Regions from separate parts of the Triticum aestivum genome. Here region 2 is linked to region 1. The links are chromatin contacts, called in public Hi-C maps. All regions are on one chromosome and are shown on one strand. The core of a region is the stretch at or near the end of the contact, and the rest is flanking DNA. Distances in the headings are between cores, read along the strand shown. Region 1 holds the start of LOC123044990 (reticulon-like protein B8). Region 2 holds the start of LOC123044992.

Evidence for each region. A called contact is a pair of places that touch in the nucleus more often than the background predicts.
Region 2: a Hi-C map of leaf shows a contact between it and region 1, with 4 times the contacts expected there. The contact joins the promoter of LOC123044992 here to the promoter of LOC123044990 in region 1. A contact is called at or near these places in 3 of 5 Hi-C or Micro-C datasets (all in leaf).

The regions. Positions count from the first base shown.
Region 1 is chr2B:374,467,559-374,475,043 of IWGSC CS RefSeq v2.1, reverse strand. LOC123044990 (reticulon-like protein B8) reads right to left here and starts at 2,926. Exons shown (of 7, transcript XM_044467896.1): 1 at 2,908-2,926; 2 at 1,854-1,904; 3 at 1,233-1,424; 4 at 943-1,123; 5 at 678-819; 6 at 486-555; 7 at 76-385. The coding sequence starts at 1,413. The coding sequence ends at 216. It also overlaps the pseudogene LOC123044988.
Region 2 is chr2B:374,768,124-374,775,394 of IWGSC CS RefSeq v2.1, reverse strand. It overlaps LOC123044992, which reads right to left and starts at 1,791. Exons shown (of 10, transcript XM_044467901.1): 1 at 1,406-1,791; 2 at 822-913; 3 at 683-720; 4 at 430-591; 5 at 322-344; 6 at 76-147. The coding sequence starts at 1,634.

The DNA.
Region 1 (7,485 bases), core at 1,677-4,176:
TTGTACCGGATGTTGTTGATCATTGCTTTATATATAAAGCAGGGCGAAAGCCTTTTTGATAAGATGGTAGCGATATGGGATTAAAGATTTGCACCACGTCTTACCATTTATTCATAGGCTTTTGGAATTTCTGGAAATGCACATGGTCAAACCCATTAATTCTAACAAGTTCATCCGGATCACAGGCATAGATGTTCCGTTGGTGAATCCAACTACTACTGGCTCTTCCTCAACTTGAGGTTCCCTTTAGGCATCTTGCTCAAGACGCCCTTGTCAAGCTTCTGGTACTGACTCCCAATCAAGCCAAGCATGTTGTACAGCACCTCATCGACTTGATCATGATACCTCTCATAGAACACTGGTAGAGTGTGTGCACACACAAACCCTGCAACAGAGCACTAGTGTAAATGGTAGTCAGAAACCAAGAAAATATCCAGGTGTTAATCCCTCCTCAACATATTATCAAGTGAAATCATGGTTGTTACCGATGTAGATGACGGTGATGAGACTGAACCAGCTCCCGATGAAAGCGGTGACAATGAACCCGGCGATCACCTGAAAGAAAAAAAAAATCAAGCCTGGTCTGGTACACTACATGTCTGGAAGTGCTCATAGGAGAGGACAAACTGACAGGACGGATTTCATCTCATAGGCATTAAGCTTAAGGCGCAACATACCATGAGGAACTGCTTCAGGTCTCTTCCACAGGACACATCCTGAAGGCTTCCCAAGAATTTGTTCACCTGGGCGCCGACAGCTGCGCCGATGTTTGCAAACAGCTCTTCTGGTAACTCCACACGGGGCACATTAGAAGGAGACCTGAAAACATAAAATGCTTGCTTATGATTATGCTGCCTACCAAAGTTCAGGTATCGACAGCAAATATAGAAAACAAAAACTGCAGAATTGGTTGGAGTTTTTGTATTGTTGCATAGTGTATACCCATTGAGCATGCCTGCGAAGCTGGACCATCCGAACTGGACAACCATGCCAAGAACAAGCACAAATGATACGATGGTCAAGAAATGGTAGTCGAGCCACTCGAAGAAGACCCAGGCAGCTGTTGCAACAGCAAGAACGCTCGATGAGATCTTCTTGTTCCTCCACAGTAGCACATCAGCGGCTGCGGCCAGTCATTGTCGTCGCGAGGAAGGAAGCGACATATCATCAGCAACTCCGTGTGGACCGAATCAAATTAATAAGAGGGAGATAAAAGTATAAGAGGTCCGGACATTCTCCACCGCCGAGGATGTGGTGAACAGACTTGTGGCCGCCGAAGAGCTTCTTGGCTTGGCCGGAAATGGAGCCCTCATCGTCGAACCTGACAGACTTTTGCTTGGGGAGCTTGTCGGCAATGGCGTCCATGATGCCGCTCATCATGTTCTCTGCCGCATTCTCAGAGTGCTCTGCCATCCTTCCACACCCTTGAAAATACAATTGTTGGTTAGCATAAAACGCGAGCAACTCAAGCTTCATATTCATTTTCAACATGAATATACTACGATGTCTCCTTAGTGCCCTTCTCAGAACTGCTAGCTGTGAGTGAATCAGATCATTCAAGTAGATCAATAATTTGCTAGTATAATTAATATGTAAATAATCTTGGTGAAGAACCTTCAAGTATAATTTGTTTATAAACTAAAAAAGGACTGCAAGATGATTGGACTGATCAAACTAAGGCATGCCCATATCATATGGTCTGAGTCTCCAATCATCTGAAACTTTGAAGAAGTTAAAGGCTCCATTTTGTCTAAAATAACTAATCCAGTTTTCTAAGCACGGAAAAGGCAAGGCAAGGTCGACAAACATAAAAAGAAGGGGAAAATAGCACAAGCTGTGAGAGATGAATTTACCAAGCAAAAGAGGAATCAGTAGGCAACTAAAGCTGCTGATCTTCCGGCCAACTGATCCCAAGAAGCAGGCGTCGGAGAGGTACCAATCAGACAAGAGGGGAAAGTTGGGAACTGTCAGGAGGAGAAAAGGAATTCTTAAGAGCAACTAGTTTGTTGAAAGAAAGGGATAGGTGGGCCAGTGAGCTTGTCGAAAGGGATAGGTGGGCCAGTGGGCTTGTCGTAATTGGGCTGTGGGCCAATGCCATATTAGAGCAATAAGTGTGAACCAACAATTGGGTTTGTCGTCATCAGTAGTATTGTAGTGGCCTGGAGATTCCTTACCTAAAAATAGCCTCGAAATTTTCATAAGAAAAACAAAGTTACCTTAACCATGTAACTTTTTTGAGGGAAAAACTATGTCTTGTACTCAAAGTTCTCTCAGAAAAAGAACTACTCTTTTGGATCCATATTAATTGATGCTGATCTAGTAGTACAAAAGTAAGAAAACTTGAAAGATATTTACTGGTTCGTGGTCATGCCGTTACCAAACACCACAGCACGTAATATCAGCACCATGCAGTCTACATTGTTTTATCTAGATCAGAACATGATGGTTTTCTACTTCCGAGAAAAAATATTTCCTCAAAAAGGTCAATGACAACTATGCATCTTGTCTGGAGCTCAACTCGGTTGAATGGTGTGGAACGATCCAACATTTCGAATGCAACAGTTTCAGACAAGGTAATTCCAGCAGGTTTTCTAGAAAAATTATCCACGCTCGAAGCATAGGTAATGAATGTTGTGTACTACCCCGCAAAAAAAATGAATGTTATGTACTGCCTGACTTCATACATTGTGATGTTGTAGTGCGTGACATGTGCTTACTTTTTTTTTCCTTTTTTGCGGGGAAACTGTATTTACATTACAGACCTCGCGACACAACTGAGAATATTACAAGCTGGTTGTGCGCAAGTGCATCCCAACAGTTGGTTATTGGGAATTGTGTGCAGAATGGGATGAAATTGCTCGGACCAAGAAACAATCATCGCTTCTGATCTCAAAATCAGGTTCTTACTTTTTCAGATTCTAACCTCCAGGCCTACGGATCCGAGAAAATGTGCCGGTCTCCGAGAAGTAGGTGCTCTGGATTCCACTTCCAAGAAGGTTCCCGTGTGCCTGTGGGTTTGACAGTTCTATTCCCTGCAAGTGGAAAGTAAGGTATATGAGAAAGATGGAGTGATGCCAGAGATTTCATGTGGTTAACCTCTTTAAAAATAACAAAATAGGACAATCCAACTAACTGAAACCGTATAATGGCGCCAAAGATGCATACAGCCTACTGATTACCATCTATACAGAAGGTGCTAAATGTATAAAAGCATGGTCCAAACTAACAGCAGCCATACAGCACCCGGTTTACAAGAAAGAAAAAAGAATATGTAATGCTGGCATATTTATGTACACTTGTACAGTATAGCAAAATATATTGTTCATGATGACTTCACTCACATAAGCAAAAAAGGACTTTCTGGTGCAGCAAAAAGACAAAAACAATGGATGCAATGCCTTTTCCGACTCCTCAACATGAGCAAGTCAAACAATAACTAAGCAAATACAAGATAAAAAAATTACATAGCAATCTAGAGTATCAGTCATGATCCCATGTTAAACAACTGGATTGACTAAAGATCATGCATAACATTAATTACCTATCTTATTAAAGTGAACCAGGGAAAAATAAACTCACCTGAACTGGTGTAAAGGCCAAACTAGATGTCAGTCCAGATGTTGCACCACTCCTACCATAACTCTTCTCCTTGAATCTAATATTAGAAAGTAATGAGGAATCAAAGAGAGATTGCAGTGCGTGATATCAAGAAAGTGGTCATGAATTGAAATAGAAACAGCAATTTCAAGATAATTACGAGAGTTACAGTAGCATAAGGATTGCCTGCAAGGCTGCTAGAACTGGTACAGGGTGCAAATAATCCGTAACATAAAAATGTGTGCAAACACCTAAATGATGTAAGGTTTGTGCAGGGAAACATTAAACTTGTGTTGAATTTAGAAACAGTCAAACAGAAAACATTACACTGCAAGTTATACCGTGTTTTTTGGAGTAAAAGTGCAGAAGACCTCTATTGCCAAGCTATTAGTAGTGATGTGCTTTATGCTTTAACACCAAATGGCAAGGAACAGAAAGGAACAAAATAAGATACTGTGGGAAGAATAAAGAAGGCATACTTTTTGTCCACTTTAGCAGAGAATTTGTTCTGTGCAGCTGAGACACGTAGCTTCCCACTTCCGGCCTGCCCGAGCATGCCATAACCTTCCCCCAAACCATCACCTTGTGATAACAAGATGTGATCATGTCAATATTAAAGTAAAGTGTAGCTAAACTAACTACTCCCTCCGATCCAAATTACTTGTCGCTCAAACGGATGTATCTATCTAGCACTGAAATACATCTAGATACATCCATTTGAGTGAGACAAGTAATATGGATCGGAGGGAGTAACAGAATGTTATTCCAACCATACTGTCAAAACCAACTGAACTAATGAGCTCTCCTCTGGTATTCCAAACTGCATTCGGTTTGCAAGCTTCATCATATCAGTTACCGCATATCTGCAGAACCAAGTTCCGAAGTCATGACAAGATACCATGTTGTATATGTGATGAATCAAGTTTCAGCACAGAATGCAAATAAGTAGTTCAAGAAACAAATAAGCATGAAGCTGTTCAACATATATATAACAACAACAAAGCCTTTAGTCCCAAACAAGTTGGGGTAGGCTAGAGGTGAAACCCATAAGATCTCGCAACCAACTCATGGCTCTGGCACATGGATAGCAAGCTTCCACGCACCCCTGTCCATATATATAGGGAAAATAGATTCTACCATCTAGTGGTAGTTACCTCTATCTTAGAAGCCGTCCGATTGCATTAGATCCGTGCAGTTCCTAACAGGTATGGGCAAAACAAAGTTCCACCCTATACCTTCCGATTTGTTGGGCGTCAGCTATCTTCCTATTTTTTGGGCGTTATCCCCATACATCGCTATATATCCTCGTTCTCTCTCCTAAGCACGCTCTCTCTCTCCTTGTTTCACGGAATCAGAAGCTTCATGAGACAAATCTGAATCAATCAGGAACGGTAATTCATGGGAAAAGGAGGTATGCATCCACGCATGCTTTTGTGATTTCTGCGGATGCATCATGCAAACTGATTGCTTCGTGTTCCTAATTCCATTGGTAGTGCTTATCTAATAATCTATACGTTCTGTAGGCTGATCGTTGATGTATCTTTTGCCCAGTTGCATGCAAGTGCCCACCGCAGCGGCGGCGGCGATGGCATGTACAGGTGCATATGTCCAACCGTTTGACTGCTCCAGCCCAGCATGACGACGACTACGTACGACATCCCATGGGTGACTGCTCCGACGGCGGCCACGGCGACGAAGATAAACTTAGCACATTCCACCTGGCGGCCCCATGATGACGAACAACCGCGGACGGCTGACGGGTGACTCTTCTAATATCGTGGGCGGCGGCAACAGCGACAAAACGACTGCACACGGCCGACCGACTCCTCCTCCGGCTTCAGCGCCCGTCAAGGACTTGCATGTACTATATACTCCATACTCAGATGTGTATATCAAGCCGATTATGGAGTTATGTCTGTGTATACGTGCATGCTAATGCATGCATCACCACCAGTCAATGAATCTGCCTGTTCAAATTCTTCTGGCTAGTATATGCAACTGCGTGAAGGATATGTACATAGATATTCATTCTGCACTGCAAATGCACGCATTTTTGTTCAAAATATATTCTACCTGGTCATGTGGAGAGAACAGAACAAATACCATCCTTCACTATCTGTAAATATCTACAGGTTATTTCTATATTTGGAGTATGTAGTCTTTCTTGTAGGAGATGCTTCATACTATATTCGTTATGAAATACTCCTATCAGATACTCCATTCTTCGTGAAATACCATATACTCCATACTACTTTCTTAATACTCCATACTACCTTTTCCATATATACTACATACTACAGATTTCATATATATTTTTTTTCAAAACTATCATGTTTTTTGTAGCAATTTCGGAAACTATAGGACGTAATGCAAAAAAACCAAAACTAGTAGCCCGTCGGCCATTCTTTGGCCGAAGTAGTACTTTTCGGCCACAGCTAGGCCGAAATAGTACTTTTCGGCCACAGCTAGGCCGAAGCAGTACTTTTCGGCCAGAGCTAGGCCGAAGTAGTACTTTTTGGCCAGAGCTAGGCCAAAGTAGTACTTTTCGGCCACACTTAGACCGAAATAGACTTTTTGGTCAAGTCTAGGCCGAAAAGTCACTTTTTGGTCATCCCTAGGCCGAAGTTGCATGGCTCATGCTGAATTGTATTTTGTTGCCACCCGTTTCCCGCCCACCCCTTCCCGCCACCCGTTTCCCGCCAACCCCTTCCCGCCTTATTTTCCCGTCAATCCGTTCCCGCCTTATTTTCCCGCCAATCCCTTCCCGCCTTATTTGCCCGCCAATCCCTTCCCGCCAACCCTTTCCCGCCATACCGCAGTTATTCTTTCCCACCATTTTCTCCTCTGTATCTATAAAACCCCCTTCAGGCGGAGGTGGATAAGCATTCCAGTGTAGTGTAGTCGAGATGTCCCATTATCCATTCGATCGTACTTTTCACCCTGAGATGAGCAGCACTCTGCTGAGTCTAGCTACCGATTTCAGGATGGACAATAGGATAGTTCCATGGGACGAACTCACCGGTAGTGACACCATAATGAATGAGTTGACTCACCAACTACGTAGGTCTGGGTGGCCTGAAAGGACCTATGAGGAGTCTGAAACTAACAAACTCCACCACCACCACCGATATGTTACTTTCAGACTCCTCATAGGTCCTTTCAGGCCACCCAGACCTACGTAGTTGGTGAGCCAACTCATTCATTATGGTGTCACTACCGGTGAGTTCGTCCCATGGAACTATCCTATTGTCCATCCTGAAATCGGTAGCTAGACTCAGCAAAGTGCTGCTCATCTCAGGGTGAAAAGTACGATCGAATGGATAATGGGACATCTCGACTACACTACACTGGAATGCTTATCCACCTCCGCCTGAAGGGGGTTTTATAGATACAGAGGAGAAAATGGCGGGAAAGAATAACTGCGGTATGGCGGGAAAGGGTTGGCGGGAAGGGATTGGCGGGCAAATAAGGCGGGAAGGGATTGGCGGGAAAATAAGGCGGGAACGGATTGGCGGGAAAATAAGGCGGGAAGGGGTTGGCGGGAAACGGGTGGCGGGAAGGGGTGGGCGGGAAACGGGTGGCAACAAAATACAATTCAGCATGAGCCATGCAACTTCGGCCTAGGGATGACCAAAAAGTGACTTTTCGGCCTAGACTTGACCAAAAAGTCTATTTCGGTCTAAGTGTGGCCGAAAAGTACTACTTTGGCCTAGCTCTGGCCAAAAAGTACTACTTCGGCCTAGCTCTGGCCGAAAAGTACTGCTTCGGCCTAGCTGTGGCCGAAAAGTAACTATTTCGGCCTAGCTGTGGCCGAAAAGTACTACTTCGGCCAAAGAATGGCCGACGGGCTACTAGTTTTGGTTTTTTTACATTACGTCCTATAGTTTC
Region 2 (7,271 bases), core at 542-3,041, 300 kb before region 1:
CTTAATTTTACCATAAAACAAGCAGCTGGCATAACATGCTCCATCAAATGAGAAATGAAGTCAGCTTTTACAAACCACTGTAGTTTGAGACTCCAACGGATTTTACAAGACCTTGTTCATAAGCATCAGCAAGGCCGTCGAGGTAACCTGGATTACAAAAGAAATAAAACAGTTAGTTTACTGCACCACAGTGGGCCTAAAATAAGATATTAAAAAAAAGGCAGCCCGGTGCATGTAGTTCCCGCTTGCGCAGTGGGCTAAAAATAAGATATTAAAGTTCGCTAAAAAAATAATATTCATCATTTATATAAGTTCGGATACCTTCGTTGCCCCATATCCCTGGCCTGAAAAGGATTTGAAAAGAACAGTTTCAGCAAGCTAAAAAGAGTTACAAATAACATTAAAGCAATATATTGATGAACTACTAACCAATGAAGTTGGTATGACTCAACCGAGGAGACACCAAGGCGGGAAAGTGAGCCCTTTAGTGCAGAAATTACACTTCCCTTGCCAAACCTCCATGGAAGAGCGGCAAATTTTGTTGCAATGGCCACCTCGACCCCTTCTTTTTCTTTCCTTTCCTTGATAAATCTGATGGGAATTAAGGAGAATTTGCATCGGACGATGTGAAGACTTCATTATCAAAATATACGGGCATGGTGTATAATGATGCATTATATACCTTCCTAGTAGACTTTCTGAATTTATCGCTCCCGATACCTAAATGTCATCAAAATTAGGAGGTTGTGAGGGTTGGCCTGAAATGATCTAGAGAATGTGCAATAAAGCAAGAACTAATCATGAACTATCTTGATCCCTACCCCTGCACCATATACTTCCGCAGTGTCAAAAAAGGTTATTCCACTATCAACGCTCGCATCGAATGCTCCTTTGGCATCCTTGAGTTTCCTATCTGGAAAATTCAGAAAATGCTCGTTCATGTTAGACATGTAGCAGCAATCAGATATCAGTGTGCCAGCATAAAACTCAAGAGCAAATGCGAAATGAACTCAATATTACAGACTTAAAACACATTTGTTTTGGTATTTTTGCAGTTTGCTGGTTACTGTTCATGGTCAAAGGTTTTCTGGGGCTAAAAATTTAGAGAGAATACACGTGACATGTGCTGTGGCACAAAGTTTTGACAGGCAATGCAACAAGCACCTCAGGTGCATGGCAAGCATGACCATAATTTCATCCAAGAAACGCCAACAACAATGCAATGATGCAACAGGTGAATAACACAACCAGCGTGCTGAGTATATAATCCTCATTTTTAAGAACTGCACAAATCAGTTCACCAGAAAGAGATAACTAATTGATGAACGCAGGTGCAGGTGGATCAAGAAGAGCGATGGGTTCAATTTAGAAGAAGGTTATCTGGACTGCGCGCGGCCGAACGTACCGTCCCACTCGAAGTCGTTCCAGTAGGTGGTGTCGCCCCAGGACCAGGCCCCTATGCCAAGCTTGGTCACCGCCACGCCGGACCCGCCCAGCATCACCTTGCTGCCGTCCTCCACCGCCGCGCCCTCGGACGCCACCGCGCGGGGCGGGCGAAACGCTGCTGTTCGCCGCTGGCCGAGGAGCGGGAGGCAGCCACAACATCCCGCGCCGCCGGCGACCTGCAGGGCCATCGCGGACGGAAACGGGGGCAGGAATTCTCGTGCCGTGGTAAGTGGGCGCCGCGCGGTGGTGTTCTTGGCGAGGCGAGTGGCAGCGAAGCGCGCGCGTTTTGTTTGGCCACGGCAAGAGGGGGGCGGGTCACGTGGAGGCGCAGGTGACCGCGCGCGCGCACGTGGGGCTCAGCCGGACGCGCTCTAGTTTCTTCTCTTCTTCAGGGCCTTCCGAACGGAAGTGATTCGGTGCGGGCCACTCCACTCAAAATACAAGGTGTCTCAATTTTGGAAATGGGCAAGCCAAAAACATTATTTTAATAAATTAGCTGATATATACATAAAAAATGCTTACATGTAACTTTATCGACCACCAATTTTTGCGAAAAAATTGTCATGTAACTTTTTCTAAAAAGAACACTTTAGTTGTTGTATGTAAGAGCATCTACAGCCGGACTCAGCAAATCCAACCCCTCAAACGCCCGCCGATGCGTCCGGCGCGTCCGCGGGCACTGACTGGGCACCCCCTATATCCACGTTTTCACACCCATGTATCTCATATTCCGTCCCCTATTTTCATACTAAACCATGCAAAGTTGATAAAAACTACGTAGATTATGAGCGGACATACAAATGCATAATCAGTTCATCAAAAGATCAGATAGCCAAAGTTCACATAATACACATAATACGGCGGACAAGTTCAACCTACAACTAAAGACTTGAACAAAAACGGATCTTCACCACTTCCTCGCCGACCCTTTGCCCTTCCGGTCGCCGGCGCAGCTGTAGGAGTCCGCGGCAGGAGGTGGGTCCGCCTCAGAGCCGTCGGACCCGTCGGAGGAGGAATCGTGGATGACGGTGAAGCCTTGCAAGCGCCGAACGACGTGGTCTTGCTGGCGTTTGAGCTTGGCCACCCTCGCTGCCTCCCTCGCTGCCTCCGCCACCTCCCGCTTGGATTGCTCAACGCCGAGCCGGAGCTGCTCGGCGTTGAGCCTTCGGAGCCGTCGGGCCATCGTCTCCGCCTCAGTCAGTGATTGGCGGCACGCCCACTCGAAGACATGGTCCTCCTTGTCGGGCACCCGGCGGCGGCGGGCGGACTGCGCAGACCCGTCGGACCTGCCCGCCATCTCCCTAGCCCTCTGCCTCTCGCGGCGTGCAGCTCGTGCCGCCGACTCTGGAGTCCGCATCCGCGGCGTCGACTGAGCGGACACTAGAACCTAGCGCTACCCGCGCAGAGCAGTGGTCGGGGGTGGAGGAGGCCGTTGGGCGGGAGGAGCAGATCTGGCAGGCCTCGCAGATCCACGCATGGGGCGGGAAAGGGCCGGCGCCGGCATCGGCGCTGGCGCGACGGGCGATAGGGGGCGTCGCACCGGACCTGGAGCTGCCGCCTGTATCGACCTGCGAGCACTCTAGCGTGATATGAAGCGCCAGCTCCTCCTCATCTCCGGAGCTACCGTCGGAGTAGCTGCCAGTGCTGGACATGCTTGCGAGCGCTGGAGATTTGGCAAATTGGGGGAAAATGGGACGTCAGGAAGGGAAGAGGAGCAGAGTGACTTAGGATTTCTGCTGGACAAGGGTTTTGTGGGGTCGGGGTGGGCCAACAGTGGGTCGGGCTTATGTGGCGGGCGCGCCCGTGCGTGCCCAGACCGCCTCATATCCGCCCTACATTAGGGGCGGATATGAGGGGTGCCGGTCAGCCCGGGCGTTTGAGGCCCGTTTGAGAGCTTCGGATGGGTCGGTATTTTGTGACCGGTCAGTGACCGGACAGCCTGCCCGGACGTATGAGACGGATATAGGGCACCCGGTTGTAGATGCTCTAAGTCGTCTGTTTTTGAAATTTGGGTAAGTCGCTTTTCTGACTGTTGATTGTTTTGTCAAGATTTGTGATGTCTTTCTTTTTTCTTGTGTTGTTTCACAACTTTCACGCTGAATTTTTGACTTGCCCCTATTTTGGGTTAGTTGGCTATTTTTGTTGGACTTGAAGCCCGTTGTTCACTGCTTGTGTTTTTATATCGGGACTCGGAGGAGCTGGCGGCGGAGCTTCAGCTCACACCGGTGTCCGGCCGCGAGTTTTGGATGGCGATGCGGAGCGAGAGCTCCTCATCGTCCGATGTGTCGCTGCCGGATTCATGGCCGGACTTGGCCATGGCAGAGGAGGCGGAAAGATTCGGAGAGAAGTGGAGAAGACATGATGGGAGCGGAGAGAGCGTGGGGACTGCGAGTGACTAGGGTTTGTCTGAGTATTTTTTTTAAGATTTGCCAACACTTTATTGATCACTGATGATGTTTAAGGAAATGCAAGTTTTTTAGGGGATTAAGGAAATACAAGTATGGGGGTTTTGCGGTCATAGTGGGGGCAGGGTGGGCCAGTCTGTTGTAGCGGCGGTGTCCAGGCCTATTCATATCTGCCTTAGATATGGACCAAATATGGACTGCCGGTCAGTTTGGATGTTTGGTCCGGTTTTAAACGGTGTTGTTTTCCGTCCGGGCAAGCGTTGGCCGCCCGATCAATTGAGATTTTTTTTCGCGAATATGCAAAAGCTGTGCGTATCTTTGCATTGATAGATAGGGTAGCAGTACAAGATAGCGTTACAGGTCAGAAGCAAGGCTGCTAACTAGCTCGTACACAAGGATGGCAAGCATCATTAGTCGTGACACACAGGGCAGCCGGGTGTGCCTCCCAGCAAAGCCTCTGTCTACGTCTCGGGTATGAGTAGGGCCAGGCCCTTAGCGCCGGCATGTGCCCAAAGGCGCGCCTCCTCTTGGATCATGTGCACTGCGCGACCCACGATGGGCTAGTCGCCATCAAAGAGGCAACTGTTATGATGTTTCCATAAGTGCAGGCGGTGAAGATGGCGATGGAGGCGAGGCTGCGGCGGAGGCAGGTCGTGGTGCTGGAGATGGCCGAGGAGATCCAGGTGATGAAATCCTCGTCCTGGGCAGGGATCGTGGTAATGCAACGGCACCAGGAGAGTACCTCATGTCAAACTTGGCGGGAGAAAGAATAGCCCGTGAGGAGGTGCTGCATCGATTCTGGCTCTTGGTTGCAGAGTAGGCAGCGTGGATCATGGGGGAGACCGTGACGCGCAAGGCGGTCCGCAGTCCAGCACCTGCCCAGCAGAGCGAGCCAGATGAAGAACTTGATGGGTAGTGGTGCCTAGGATCTCCAGGTGATGCGCCAATGCGGGTATGTGGTGGAGCCATTGAATAGGGCTTGATAGCAGGAGCGAGCAGAGTAGGTTCCGGTGCTAGTCCATTGCCAGGACAACCGGTCTTGCTCGTCGGTCAGGGTCAGATGTCGTAGATGTCGCCGAGTGAGGCGTACTGCATGACCATGGCCGCACCCATGGCGCCTTGGATGTCGGTGATCCACGTCCGGTCGAGCAGCCCATCACGCACCGAGTGTGTCTTGCACCGGTGTTTGGGCACTTTGCGGTAGATTAAGGGCGCGATCTAGGACATGCTTTTCCCGTCCAACCAGTGGTCCTCCTAGAACTTGCATGACTCATCGTTGTCGACGGTCCAATGTTGGGGAACACGATAATTTCAAAAAAAATCCTACGACTACGCAAGATCTATCTAGGAGATGCATAGAAACGAGAGGGGAGAGTGTGTCCACGTATCCTCGTAGACAGAAAGCGGAAGCGTTTTAGTAATGCGGTTGATGTAGCCAAACTTCTTTGCGATCCAACCGATCCAAGTACCGAACGTACGGCACCTCCACATTCAGCACATGTTCAGCTCGATGACGTCCCTAGTGCTCTTGATCCAGTTGAGGACGAGGATGAGTTCCGTTAGCACGGCGGCGTGGCAACGGTGATGATGATGCTACCGGCGCAGGGCTTCTCCTAAGCACTACGGCGATATGATCGATGTGTGTAACTGTGGAGGGGGCACCGCACACGGCTAAGAGAAGACTTCGTCTGTTCTAGGGTGCCCCCTGCCCCCGTATATAAAGGAGGGAGGGGGAGGCCAGCCGGCCCTAGGGGCGTGCCCAAGGAGAGGGAGTCCTACTAGTCCTAGTAGGATTCCTCTACAAGGAAGAGAGGGGGAAGGAAGGAGAGGGAGAGGGAGTAGGAAAGGGGGCGCCCCCTTCCCTTGTCCGTTTTTACCCGAAACCACTCAGAACACTTCCGGTGTCCGAATAACATAGTCCAATATATCAATCTTCATGTCTCGGCCATTTTGAGACTACTCGTCATGTACGTGATCTCATCTGGGACTCTGAACAAACTTCGGTCATCAAAACACATAACTCATAATACAAATCGTCATCGAACGTTAAGCGTGCGGACCCTACGGGTTCGAGAACTATGTGACATGACCGAGACACATCTCTGGTCAATAACCAATAGCGAAACCTGGATGCTCATATTGACTCATACATATTCTACGAAGATCTTTATTGGTCAAACCGCATAACAACATACGTTGTTCCCTTTGTCATTGGTATGTTGCTTGCCCGAGATTCGATCATCGGTATCATCATACCTAGTTCAATCTCATTACCGAAAAGTCTCTTTACTCGTCTCATAATGCTTCATCTCTCAACTAACTCATTAGTCGCATTGCTTGCAAGGCTTATAGTGTTGAGCATTACCGAGAGGGCCCAGAGATACCTCTCCGAAACATGGAGTGACAAATCATAATCTCGATCTATGCCAACCCAACAAACACCTTCAGAGACACCTGTAGAGCATCTTTATAAGCACCCCATTACGTTGTGATGTTTGATAGCACACAAGGTCTTCCTCCGGTATTCGGGAGTTGCATAATCTCATAGTCTGAGGAACATGTATACACTGGTACGTGTCGGTGCTATATAAACGGTTTTAAACCCCTTTCCGCGACGACATTTGGAACCGTCACCTAGTGAGTGTGGGAGATTAGGGGGTCCTTCCCACACGACCCAGAAACCATCGAGGATATGCCCTCCTGGCACACATGCTCGGCAAAATGAGGTCGTGTGCGACCGGCGAGCGAGTAAATCCGGTTATATGTACAGTAGTGCTAAAAATACAATTATACATGCGAAATCATTTCTGGTCGTAAGTACATCCCACAGAGTCAGTCCTCGAGAAACGTTTCCGTTCGTATATACATCCCACACAGTTGCTGCAAGGAAAACATTGTCGTTCGTAGGTACATCACACACAATTTTCCCCGTTAATCATTTGTGATGGCGTTCCCATCGCACACAATATTTAAAAATTTATCGTTTGCGTTATTGAATGCATCACACACAGTGTGTAGAAGAAACTGTGTGGCAAAGGCTGTCCATCACACACAGTTTTTATGCAGTAAACGTTTGTGCAAGGTGGCCTAACGCAAACAGTTTTGAAGAGAATGTCGTGTTTGATTCTTCATCTATCCAACAAGGTTTATTCCTAGAAACTGTGTGCGTTGCCTTAGGTCATCGCCCACGGTATTTTCTCAATAACCATTTGCAATAACAAAAACCAATTAGCAGGCCGATTGCCCTATTATTAATAATCCATTTATTAATCTAATTGACATTCATATTAAACACATAATATATTTCATTCCAATATTAAGGAAGCAGGATTTCATAATTGAAATACATCAGAGTACAACATGATATAGCTTCAGCACTCAACTACCCCATTACACAACTGCACCGGCACCAAGTTTCAC